Regions from separate parts of the Mus musculus genome. Here regions 2, 3 and 4 are each linked to region 1. The links are chromatin contacts, called in public HiChIP or PLAC-seq and promoter capture Hi-C maps. All regions are on one chromosome and are shown on one strand. The core of a region is the stretch at or near the end of the contact, and the rest is flanking DNA. Distances in the headings are between cores, read along the strand shown. Region 1 overlaps Gprc5b (G protein-coupled receptor, family C, group 5, member B). Region 2 holds the start of Vps35l (VPS35 endosomal protein sorting factor like). Region 3 overlaps Vps35l (VPS35 endosomal protein sorting factor like). Region 4 overlaps Vps35l (VPS35 endosomal protein sorting factor like).

What was found. HiChIP or PLAC-seq counts read pairs in DNA pulled down with a chosen protein or histone mark. Capture Hi-C pulls out chosen DNA fragments and counts their contacts.
Region 2: an H3K4me3 HiChIP or PLAC-seq map of stem cell-derived neural progenitor cells shows a contact between it and region 1, with 34 read pairs. The contact joins the promoter of Vps35l here to the enhancer-like site in region 1. A contact is called at or near these places in 5 of 39 promoter capture datasets (the C10 cell line, embryonic stem cells, neural stem cells and 2 more), 4 of 484 Hi-C or Micro-C datasets (bone marrow-derived macrophages, cortical glia, cranial neural crest and 1 more), 21 of 115 datasets of contacts at active chromatin or transcription factors (T-cell acute lymphoblastic leukemia, bone marrow-derived macrophages, craniofacial prominence and 14 more) and 3 of 9 other capture datasets (adipose tissue, liver and pancreatic islet).
Region 3: a contact with region 1 is called in a promoter capture Hi-C map of adipose tissue. The contact joins two enhancer-like sites. A contact is called at or near these places in 1 of 15 datasets of contacts at CTCF or cohesin (the NIH/3T3 cell line), 10 of 484 Hi-C or Micro-C datasets (bone marrow-derived macrophages, cerebellar granule neurons, cerebellum and 7 more), 13 of 115 datasets of contacts at active chromatin or transcription factors (double positive thymocytes, embryonic basal ganglia, embryonic fibroblasts and 9 more) and 3 of 9 other capture datasets (adipose tissue, liver and pancreatic islet).
Region 4: a promoter capture Hi-C map of adipose tissue shows a contact between it and region 1. The contact joins two enhancer-like sites. A contact is called at or near these places in 4 of 39 promoter capture datasets (maxillary cranial neural crest, neural stem cells, pre-B cells and 1 more), 2 of 484 Hi-C or Micro-C datasets (bone marrow-derived macrophages and embryonic fibroblasts), 5 of 115 datasets of contacts at active chromatin or transcription factors (embryonic basal ganglia, embryonic forebrain, embryonic midbrain and 1 more) and 3 of 9 other capture datasets (adipose tissue, liver and pancreatic islet).

What each region holds. Positions count from the first base shown.
Region 1 is chr7:118,975,392-118,978,262 of GRCm38.p6, forward strand. It overlaps Gprc5b (G protein-coupled receptor, family C, group 5, member B), which reads right to left. Exons shown (of 4, transcript NM_022420.2): 3 at 1,122-1,279. Among named protein-coding and RNA genes, the nearest start is that of Gm39076, 8.3 kb to the right of the region's middle. Within about 2 kb of position 1,395, at least 121 of the 459 cell types and tissues checked have an H3K27ac peak or open chromatin away from gene starts, as enhancers often do. A contact at or near this core is called in adipose tissue, cerebellar granule neurons, cerebellum and 8 more, where this site is marked.
Region 2 is chr7:118,738,755-118,741,625 of GRCm38.p6, forward strand. Vps35l (VPS35 endosomal protein sorting factor like) reads left to right here and starts at 1,517. Exons shown (of 31, transcript NM_027815.4): 1 at 1,517-2,021. The coding sequence starts at 1,921.
Region 3 is chr7:118,764,893-118,767,763 of GRCm38.p6, forward strand. It overlaps Vps35l (VPS35 endosomal protein sorting factor like), which reads left to right. Exons shown (of 31, transcript NM_027815.4): 9 at 1,473-1,532. Among named protein-coding and RNA genes, the nearest start is that of Vps35l, 26 kb to the left of the region's middle. Within about 2 kb of position 1,434, at least 54 of the 459 cell types and tissues checked have an H3K27ac peak or open chromatin away from gene starts, as enhancers often do. A contact at or near this core is called in adipose tissue, cerebellar granule neurons, cerebellum and 2 more, where this site is marked.
Region 4 is chr7:118,819,734-118,822,604 of GRCm38.p6, forward strand. The region is part of intron 26 of Vps35l (VPS35 endosomal protein sorting factor like); the gene reads left to right. Among named protein-coding and RNA genes, the nearest start is that of Gm26147, 11 kb to the right of the region's middle. Within about 2 kb of position 1,503, at least 29 of the 459 cell types and tissues checked have an H3K27ac peak or open chromatin away from gene starts, as enhancers often do. A contact at or near this core is called in adipose tissue, where this site is marked.

The sequences.
Region 1 (2,871 bases), core at 145-2,644:
TGGGCAGGCTAGGCATGTGTCCTAACACTGAGCTTCACCCTGAGTCCCTAGAGCATCACTTGGTCAGGCCTCTGTCCTCTTCCCTACACTGGCCTTGAAGGAACCAGGAGGACTTAGGAATGACGGACAGGCTGTGTTGATTACGGCACATGGGCTGACCCCTCTGGAGATCAGTGGTCACAAGTCAAGTCAGGCTTTTCTTGGCCCCAGGACAAAGAAACAGCCCAGGAGGTGATAGGAAGATTTAAGAACACAAATCTGTGTTTCTATTTGTCTTATAGCTTGTTTGTTTCTATTTGTCTTATAGCTTGATCAAAGCAAAGTGAATCAGAGCCTAGCAGGGCCTTCCTTCACAGGGCAGAAAAACCAAAATTCCCTTCCTTTCCTCCAGGGATCAAAGACCATCCCTGATGGTCTATTAAAAAAAAAAAAAAAGCCAGATTGATTTATGGAATTGGCACAAAATAAAGAATGAAAATCAAATGTGTACATGTGAACCGGCTCATGCATTGTTTCTGAGAAGCACAGAGCTATGTCTGGAAGGTGGATGTAGGAATGAGAGCCTCTTTGGATTTTGCTGGAATGAAGCAAAGTCATTCCAACGGAGGCAAAAAGCCAAAGGTAACACTTTCTGCTGCAGGCCTGTTTGGCGACAGATAAGTACAGCTGCTTTGGTGTGTGAGGGACTCAACTTCAACTTCCCTTAGGGAAGGGGGACCTGGTACCCAGCTTGGTGGTGGTGGTGGGGGTAGGTTCTGGATGGAGTAGGGACCAGGGGGCTTGAGCCTCCTGATGGATGTTAGCAAGGCTGAGAGCACCCTCACAGAAATCTTTTCCTTAGAGTCACCTTTCTGGGACAGGGTTGGGGGAGCTGTGCTTATGGAGGAAAATTCATCAGGTGAAGAGCCTCGAGCAGTAGGTAGGCATCTATAGATGGCTTTCTGAGTATGGGTGAGTTTTCCTTATGACAAGGGGGACAGACAAAAAATGGAAGGCGTGCATGCATGGAGCTGCAGTGAGCAGCCCAGAGAAGCAGCCTCCAGGTGTACCCAGCTGAAGCTGCCCCACACGGGACGGACGCGCTCAGGCCTCCTGCCCAGACATCAGATTTTGATACTTACAGTCCCTCCATTGAGCACGACGGCCATCTCGGTCGGCTGATACACATTGCTTCTGAACGGTGCACTGGGCCGGTTTCCCAAGCTGCTGGGCTTCTTTCCCAGGCTGCTAGATCTTTGCTCCAAGCTTCCATTGGAAAAGCCCACTGCTGATCGGAGAGCTGAGGACGGAGTTCCCGGGATGACAACACCAGTGAGAGTGTGGGGGAGAGGATGGGGGAGGGGAACAGAGGGATAAGGGGGAGGGAGAGAGGAAGGAAGAGAATTTTGTTTTTCTGAAGCAACCAGCTCCTCCCCTCTGGGTACCTCTATCCACCCACCACAGTGGCTCCTCCCCTTTGTCACAAGCCTGATTCAAAACAAAAGTCACAAAGGGGCTTTGTTCTCAGTTCTCTAGGAGACTGATCCAGCTTCAGAAGGGTTGGGAACTTTCTGAAGTCCTGCTCTCCCCAAACAGCTACAGCCAGGCTGGGTGACAGTCACCTCTGGGCTGTCAGGACTCTTTGGATAAGAGTCTTTACCTCACTGTAGAACAGTACAGGTCTGTATTTACCATATCAGTCAAAAGCCACCACTATTTCTGGATGCTGCAGAGCTGGCGACTGCATGTACAGGACAGTGACTGTCAACACTGGAAAATTACTCTCTTGTTTGGGTTATTCCCAAAAGAGTAATAGAAGGTCCGAAGCAATGATGGCCAAATGGGTGAACACTCTACCTCTGAACGTAGGCACAGGTGTTCTGAGTTACTGTCCTTTTAAAGACACCATCTAAGGTCGGCCACACTGGCCCTAGTTAGATTCCTGGTCCTCCTGTTGCTGCATGCCAAATGTTGGGGTCCACATGGAGCTATTTAGTGTACTCTGTGTCATGGTGTGTGTGTGTGCACACCTATCCGCCCGCATGTCTGTCTGTGTGTGTCTATTGTCTCTGTCTCTCTGAGAGTGTGTGTGCGCACGCGCAGATGCAGAAGCCAAAAAAGGGTGTTGGAGCTGCCAAGCTGCCCGATGTGGATACTGGGAACGAACTCAGATCCTCAGAAGAACATCAATCCTCTTAACAGCTCTGCAGCCCCTCCCTTGGTTCTAGACGGTGCCTCACTGCCTAGGCTGGCTGGACAGGGAATCTCAGGGACCCACCAGTCTCTGCCTCCCAGCTCCAGACTCACAAGTGAGCATCACACTGGTTCTGGGGATAAAACGCCGGTCCTCATGCTTGAACAACAAGCACTTTACCAACTGAGCTGTCTCCCCAGGCCTCGGTTTCTGTACTTTTAAGAGATTAAGTTTCTTTTTAAATAAAGAAAAACCAACTTGAAACAACGTAGAAAATTCAAGTACGTGTTTCTGAGTGACAGGAGCCAGCCTATGAGGGCTTCTCGCATCACGCCAAACTAGAATCCAGAAGGTGAAGGCTGTTAGTGGTGGTTGGGTGCTGCCTGGGGCAAGGGGAGCATTTCAGGATGATGAAACTGTTCTGTGTGATACTTCAAGGTGGATACAGGTCACACTGCTTTTGTCAAAACCCACCAAAATGATGCAGTCAAATTAAAATCTGGTCTTTGGCTCCCTGGCAGAGCTTTAGCCTAGCATCCCTGAGGCTTTAGGCTCCACCCTCAGCATCTCATCAGGCGAATGGCGATCTTCACTGTCAGATGACAGTTAACCTGCAGTTTCACTGGAGGAAGCACTAATGTTGCTGGGCTAAAGAAAGGCTTTTAGCTAAAAGTCTTCTCTGAGGGAATACAGGGAGA
Region 2 (2,871 bases), core at 267-2,766, 240 kb before region 1:
GACTACAAAGTAAAACCATTTTCAACAACAATGTAAGCAAAGGAACAAAATGTTTCCATTTAAAACTGCTCTCTATATTCAGTGTTTTTCCATGGCCCTTCTCCAGTTTCTTTAAAAGATTCTTTTTTTTAGACTTAGTTATTTGATGTATATAAATATTTTGCCTGTATGTGTGTCTCTATACCACATGTACCTCTGTAGGCCAGAAGAGGGCATCAGATCCCCTGGGACTGGAGATACAGATGGTTGTGAGTTTGGGTTCTAGAAATCAAATCTGGGTTTTCTGGAAGAACAGCAAGTGCTTACCAGATAACGCATTTCTCCAGCCCAGATTTTACAGTTCTTTAGGGACACTGACAGAGATGCCACAAAACCATGGTCTTAGCATGTGGTAAGAAGAACCCTTTAGTTATCTATCCTTTCCAGAAATGTAGCCTGTTTTATGATAGTTCCCCATCATCTATTTTATACATAAGATGGGATGGGTTTGACGAATGTACGAAGGACAATTGGTCCCCTGCCTTTAGTGCCTCATAGTTGCTTCTTACCACCCAAACTGCTACCATTCTTTCAAAGGAACCACCAACAGCAGTGTCCCCTAGAATTGTACACACAACTATCCCAGAGCCACTGTTTTACAGTCCCCAGGCAAGTGGCATGCCCATTTACAGTAGATGCCCTGCTCTGTTATAGACCAGGGTCAGCGCTACAGAGAGAAAGGCTCTGAGAGCAAAGGCCAACCAAGAGCAGCCTGTCTTGCCTGCCTCACTAACTACAGCATCTGAGGTTTGCCCCGGAGACAGGGATTTTATAACCTCCTGTCACCTTAGCAGTTAGCTCAGTTTCACAGAGGAAGAAACTGGGACTCTGAAAATGTCAGTCCTAGTTAAAGTATATTCCGTTGCCTTTTCCAGAACGCATAAGAGGATGCTGCTCTTTCCATAAGGAAATGCACTTGGGAGTAGAACCAGGATGGTATGAATAGACAGTCTGCTAATTTCCCAGTCTTAATCCATTCTTATTTGAGTTAGAGTTTGACACTCACCAGCTTTGAGCATCAGTTTTCCAAAAACAAGTGATTAATGATAGATACTCCAGAAGTTTCTATTGAGAAGGGAGTGGGCAAAGTGCATTGAGTGCAGTCACCCTATCATAATTTATCCATGGGGGTGGGGTGGGGTGGGGCTTAAAACAGGAGCGCCAAAGTTCTGTGGTCAAGAACAGAACTTGCTTGCCCGTATTCGGACGTAGATTGTCAGTAGTGGGGGGAAAATGCCCAAAGTGTTCATCCTTACGAAGCATGAAGAGAACCCACACCAAACAGAATTCACTTCATAATCACTTGTGTCTGGCCCTCAGCAGGGATGGGTGTGTGCACTCCTTTTTGTCACTAGAGGGCGCAGGCGGGCCAAGCAGCCAGTGGCGTCTTACCCCTTACAAGACTGGGGGGCGGTGTGTGTGTGTGTGTGTGTGTGTGTGTGTGTGTGTGTGTGTGTGTGTGTGTGTGTGAATGGGATGGCTCAGAAGGTAATGGCATCGTGTGTGTGTGTGTGTGTGTGTGTGTGTGTGTGAATGGGATGGCTCAGAAGGTAATGGCATCTAGTGCCAAGCGAAGAAAGGACCAACACCTGTCCGTTATCCACTGACCTCCGTGCACATATTTACATAATACGAATGGGATTTAAGCAAGGCGTGGTGATGCAGGCCTTTAATCCCATCATTCGGAGGCAGACGTAAATGGATTTCTATTAACAAAATAAAAAGAAAAAATAAAATCAAGGCCGATGACGGAGCTTGGGTTTTGCCGGGCCATTGCCCGATACAACTGCGGAGGATCGGAATCCGGAGGAAGTTGCCCCTCACAATCATGGCGGATGACGGAGCCCGGGATCTTCAGAGCGGAAGCTGCCCTTCACAATCATGGCGTCTGGGGCGGGGCCGAGCTTCCCTGGATGTGAGAAAAGGGGCTGGACGCGGAAAACAGGCGATCATGTGACTGGGAAGATGGCTGTCTTTCCCTGGTAAGGAAAAACCCGCTAGTAGGCTTCGGGGAGGGCTCCTCTCAGTGGGGGTGGGCAGTCCTCCTTGTTGGGATCGGTGGCCTCCGTCCCCGCCCGGGCTGTCAGGACTACGGAAGAGCAGAACCGCTGTCAGTACTCTGCTCCTCTCCTCTGTTCCGCAGCTCCTTCACTCAGACGGACTCCATCCAAGGCTTCCGCCTCCTTGGGAGACGTTGGCACGCCTGGGAGTTCTGGGGAAGGGGATGAATTCGCCCGGAGTCTGCACCTGGGAGACCTGGTCGCTTGTTCCTTGAGCTCCTTAGACTTTCTCATCTGTAAAGTGGGACCATTCACCCTACTCTATGTAGGGTCCCCAGACACGCTTCTTTACCTCGTTGTTCAACGTAGTAGAACGTATTAGAGAGAGGACACGCCCAAAGGAGAGAGGGGGCAGTCAGTCAACTCCCCTGGCGGCTTGGGTAGACTGCAGAGAAGAGCCTTCAACTGGGTCTTGCAGGATGCATACGAGCTCACCAAGCAGGAAGGAATAGTGTGTACCCAAGTGACTGGCATACGGGCCTTTTTGTGCTTAGAAGTGAGGTGACCTTTAGGTTGTCACAGGTGATTTGTGTCGATAAAGAACCCACATAGGATAAGCGGATGATAATGTGGTTGGACGTTGGAGACCTTGCATCTCAGGGGCAAAATTTCTGCGTTTGAGCATGAAAGAAATTTGTAGCGCTAGGCCTTGAACATAACCAACATCAACCCTCTGGCTTTTTGGCCGGACACTTTAATTCACTCCACCCTGCAGACTCTTAAGTGACCACTTAAGGACACAGCACGTCAGCGTGGTGCCGTATCACACCGT
Region 3 (2,871 bases), core at 184-2,683, 210 kb before region 1:
ACGTGAGGGATGGGCGGAGCTGGCTGTGGGAGGCACAGGCAGAAAGGTCACTGGGGCATGGTGGCTTCCAGCCTAGCTCCAGGTCTGATGAGAGTCCCAACACAAAAGAATAAAGGCAGAGAGTCACAGAGGAGACCCAACATTCTCCCCTGACCTTCATCTTTGCTCATGGACATGCGCAATGCAGGCATCCGTCCCTCCACACGCACACGCATGCAGAATGAACTCTAGCCAAGATGGTTATTTCCCCAGACAGTGTCTACCACCCGAACAAAAGAAAAACAAGTTATTTGGCCAGAAATGACATAGTTAGCAGCTGCTTACAGTGCGAGGTGTATTTCCTGAAGACTGTTTCTAGAGAGGTGGCAGGCTTTTGTATAGGAAGTAAAGGAGTTTGTAAGAGTCCCTCCCTCGGTGTGCTGTTCCTCAGCGTGCTCAGGGACAAGCAGTGCCTCTGTCCATTGTGTCCCTGTGGCAGAGAGGAAATGTCTCCCTCTCTCTCTTCACCCTTGTGATCCTGGGTTAGAAAAACATAGGAAGGAAAAGAGGCAGTGGGCCTGGGCACTGGCATTGGAGCACATTCCGTGAGGCTTCCAGAGTCTGCAGGGTGTGTGTGTGTGTGTGTGTGTGTGTGTATAGGGTGAGGTTCTAAGCTGGGCTTCTCAGTTTGGCTGTACACTGACATCTCTGACATATCTTGGCTGCACCCAGACCACTTCTGCGGGAGCCCCTGGGATAGACAGAGACATCACACTAGATGGTGATCTTTGGGGCTCCAGGGGCTCCAGGGCTCTGCCGCATGCTGGCCTGAGAAGTATTGGTCTAGCAGACACTGGCCACCATTTCTAGATACTCGGATAATTAGTGTCTTCCACACCTGAGCACGCACAAGGATTTGCAGCAATGTGGTCCAAAGTTCACATTCTAGTCACATTCCCCAAATCTTTGACTTTCAAAGCTCCAAGACGGGCCCAGGCCTGTGCGTTCCCAGCTACCACCCTGCCAGAGGCGATCAGCACCTGAGTGAGAAGAGAAAAAGAACCTGGAACTCAGGCCAGAGCAGCGAGGTGTCCCCACACTTCACAGAAAGTGCCCTACACTGGATTCAGCTCCAGCCATGCCCAGCTTAGGCCAGCAGATGTAAATAAGTGGCCGGTGGTCAGAAGTCAAGTCAGTGAGATCAGAGAATGAATATCTGACCCGAATCTTGAGGGCTACAACATTCTGTAATTATTTTTAACCTAACTACCTAGGTAAACCCCGTGAATTCGTGTGAAAATCAGCTTCCTCTTTGCAGGAAAAAAAAAAAACAAACAAACCAAGGCTAAAAGTGTGTGCCACTAGGTGGCAGCATACACTCACGAGTGAATGCCTGCTGCCAGGTGCCATTTTCCTGCTTCTAATTAGTAACATTTATTTAGTGTTTGCTCCTGTGGTGTGTGACGTCAACACCATATGTCTTCTTGTCCTAGGAAAGCTGGTCTATGAGCGCATCTCCTCGATGTGTGTGGACAGCCGCAGTGCCTTGCCAGGTAATGTCATGCTTCCTGGGCTTGCTGGCACCAGCCTGCTCAGAACCGCCGTTAGACGGTTTTAATCAAGTCGGGATTTATTGAAAATGGATAAGGTTTTTAATTCAATGTGTTGAAAGAAACGTGTTTGAAGTCTGGTTGTCTCTGTCGTCCGGAGCCATCAGAAGGTTTGCAAGCAGGCAAGTCATTAGAATGCAGGAAAAGGGGAGAGGGTGGAGTGAGACCTGGCTACAGGTCAACTTCTCTGCTGCTGCTCAGAGCCACGCTCCTGTTTCATATGGGCCTTTCTCTCCAAGAAGCAAATTGCTTAAGTAAAAACTGCGTATGTATGAAGGGATGTCCGATAAATCAATAGTAGCAGATGCCCCAGCTCCTCAGCCTATACATAAATGATGTTGGCGTTAAATTCATTGCCAATCAATTTTAAATTCCCAGGAGGTTCTAATGGGACAGGTGGATGATGGACTTGTGTTGTCACAGGAGCAATTGTGACGATGTGTTCAGATGCAGCATCTTCAGCTACGGCTTCCTTTCCTTTGCCCTGTTCAGCTCACACAAGCTGCAGCGGCTGCCTGGGCTGTCATTTCGTCCCTCATCCTGGTCCTGGCAGCGGTTCTTGCCCAGGGACAAGGAGACAGTGATAGTGGCAGTGACCCATAGTTTAACCTTTTCCCTTCCTTCTTCCCTGCCCCACTCCCTTCTCTCTCCCCCCTCCTCCTCTTTCCCTTCCCTGGCCCTCCTTGTCCATCCACCCAGATATCATCCATCTACCCTCTCAGCCATCCTCTATCTATCTCTCCCCCACATCTGTTTACCTGCCCTCCTGACCCCCCTGCTCCACCCCCATCTGTCTTCGCACTGACCATCCATCTACTCACCTGCCCATTTATCCACCCATCTCCTTAAAACTTTGATACAAACATCTCTCAGAAGGAAACAGCTGTACACAGCTTTAGGTCTATATGAGCCCTTTAGCCCTTGGAGCTACCTGGTCTCGCCATAGAAGGGTAGGCCCAGTGCAGAAGGGTCACAGCTGTGCCTGCACTGTCTGGTCCAGTGGCCACCAGCCCCGTGTTGCTCTTGAGTACTTGAGATGTGGCTGGCAAACTGAAATGAGTTCGGAGTATAAAAAGAAAAGACACTAGGTAGCTCGGTGTGGAGGAACATGCCTGGAATTCAGCCTATACCAGCACCCAGGAGACGGAGACAGAAGGATTGTGAGTGCAAAGTTAGTTTGGGCTCCGTCGTGAAATCCTGTCTGTAAACCCCCAAGGGCTGAGGGTCCAGCTCAGTGGTAGAGTGCTTATAGAACATCTCCAACACTGCAGAAAGGGGAAAG
Region 4 (2,871 bases), core at 253-2,752, 160 kb before region 1:
CACCGGGGCTAGAGAGATGACCTCAGGTCTTTAGACCTCATAAACCAGCACTTTATCTAAGGTTTCATTTCCCCAGGCCTGGGTGGCTGTTGTTGTTTGGGTTTTGTTTGGTTTGGTTTTTTTGGAGACTGTCACAGTAGCCTAGGCTGACCTCAAACTTGCTCTAAAGCCAAAGATGACCTTGAACTTCAGCTCCTTCCCTCCTTGTCTCCCAAGTGCTGAGGTTGAATATATGAGCTGCCATGCTTAATCCATAGTGCTTAGGGAAAGCTAGGCTTGCTACTCACAGACACAATGCACAGCCCTCTGGGTGCTTTGCAGGGAGGACACACAGTCCCTACACCTGCCCTGTCCCGCACGTAGGAGGTAACTTGGGAGCCAAGCAAGCTGGGCTCAGTGTAGAGCTCTGGACACTCTTGGGATGAGAGAGAGAGAGTGTAGATTGACACCCTTTGGAACGTTGGTTCGGTGATGATGAAAATTGGAAATAATTTGTATGTCTCCAGCGGACCTCCACATTAAATATTGATGTCCAACTCGAACGGAAAGGGCATGTAGCCGAATCCGTGTGGCGAAGACAAGGTTGTATTAAGCTGTCAGTGGTAACAATTAAGCCATAATGAATATGCCACTTAAATGTCTCTAGGCATCTGTACTTGTGTAAAGCTTGCTCCGTTTTGGCATCATTGAAACAGTGGCCCTCGTGTCGCTTTAAGAGCAGAGTCTGTTGCAGACGCGCAGGTGGCCAGTAACAGGATTAAACCTCAGTGGCCGGCTGGCCCCTGGACCCTGTGGCCTTGCCAAAGGCATCTTCATGTTGTGGTTGCAACACATCTAGTTTTCAGGACCTGGTGTGTGCTCCTGTGAGTGTGAGTGTGTGTGTGTGTACATGCTTGTGTCTGTGAGTGTGTAAATGCACCTATGTGTACTCTTGCATGTACAATCCTAGGTCAGTAACAGGTTTTGTTCCTCCAGAGCCATTTACCTTACTTTTTGAGGCCTGGAATTCATTGATTCTGCTACAGTGGCTGCAGTGAGCCCTTTAAGGGTGGGGGACCTGTGTCCTATATCAGATATCCTGCATATCAGATATTTACATTACAATAAATAACAGTAGCAAAATTACACTTATGAAGTAGCAATACACTTTTTTTTTCCAAGACATGGTTTCTCTGTATAGGTAGCCTTGGCTGTGCTAAAACTTGCATCCCCAGCAGGTGGAGGCTGAGACAGGAGGATGGCTTTTTTTTTTTTTTTTTTTTTGGTTTTTCGAGACAGGGTTTCTCTGTGTAGTCCTGGCTGTCCTGGAACTCACTCTGTAGACCAGGCTGGCTTCAAACTCAGAAATCTGCCTGCCTCTGCCTTCCAAGTGCTGGGATTAAAGACATGTGCCACCACTGCCCGGCTGGATGGTTTTATTTTAACCTAGGAGTTTCGATCCAGTTCAATCTGGTCAACATAGTGAAGACTCCCATCTGTTAAACATTTTAAAAGTTACAGTTTTGTGTTTTGTTGTTGCTGCTGTTGTTTTGTTGTTTAAACAGGAAATTGGATGTTGACAGGGTCATTTCAGCTCTAGACTGAAGAAAACCTGTTTTCACTTGCAGACATTTTTTTTTTAACTGAGTTTTGTTTGGGGAAGTCTCCAGACATTTTCTGTATGGGGTGCGGTGCGCCTTCTGGGAATGGAATAAGAATTTGCCTTGGAACTTTTGTGCCTAGCCCTTAAATAACCGAGTTCCTCCTTTAGATAGGAACTGGGTGTGGTGAGTGAGAGGAGCCAAGGACAAAGCTGCTGCCACTTTAATGGGTAATAATAGACATTGTGTGGGCCACTCAGCAGCACACACATACACAGGAAGATAGTAACGACCATGTGGGGCAGTTTCAGGTCCCCCTGCGGAGTGCTCTGCTCTGGAGCTTCAGAAAGTTTTCCAGGGCAGCAGAGTCACCGGGCGTGAACTTCTCTGCAGGAGACAGACAGACATGGTAGAGTCCTGGCACCTGCCTCTGCTGGGAGGTCTGGGAAGCCCGGGAATGTCAGGTGTAGTTTTGGTTCTTTTGTCTTTTTTATTGTAGTCAAGTATACATAACATACAACATAATTGAAACTAATTGGGCTAGATTTCTTATATATTTAGATTTTTCTTTATTTTTGATAATTCCGTGCCCCTATTTTCCCCTCTGACCCGATCCTCCTTCCAAGTTTTAAGTCTGTTTGATTTGTGTTTTGGTGACCACTGAGTTGAGGTAGAATTACCCATATGTACATGGACGTGGACGCTCACTGGAGCATGGGGAAGCTCTCCTCGCAGCTATCAGATGCCAGTAGCGTCTCAGTGAGGCTCAGGGCATGGAGGTTCTATGCTGGGCTCTTGGCTCCCTGTCTTATGAAGGTCTCAGGCAGATAGCACAGCTGCTGTGAGTTTCAGTGTGACGGACGGCCACATCTTGTCCAGAAAACAGCATCTCCCAGTGCCTTTCCCCATCTTCTGGCTCTTGTATTCTTCCTCTGGGCCTCGGTGGTGGTGGTGGTGGGGGTTCAGTATAGATGTTTTCTTTAGGCCGCGTGCTTGGCCCCTTTTAGCACTAACCAGCTATGCATCTCTCCACTGACTGTTGCCCACTGCCACACAGAAGCTTCTCTGACCCGATAAGCAGGTCTTTTGGCAGAAAGACAAATGATTAGAAGGCATTCTGACAGAAGAATCATTTAAGAAAGTAAGAATAGCAGATTCTACTGTAGGGTCTGTGTCCAGGATTGTAAGAGACATGGAATTCTTTCCTGTGCAACAGTCTTCAATTTTTTTTTTTTTTTTTTTTTCCGAGACAGGGTTTCTCTGTATAGCCCTGGCTGTCCTGGAACTCACT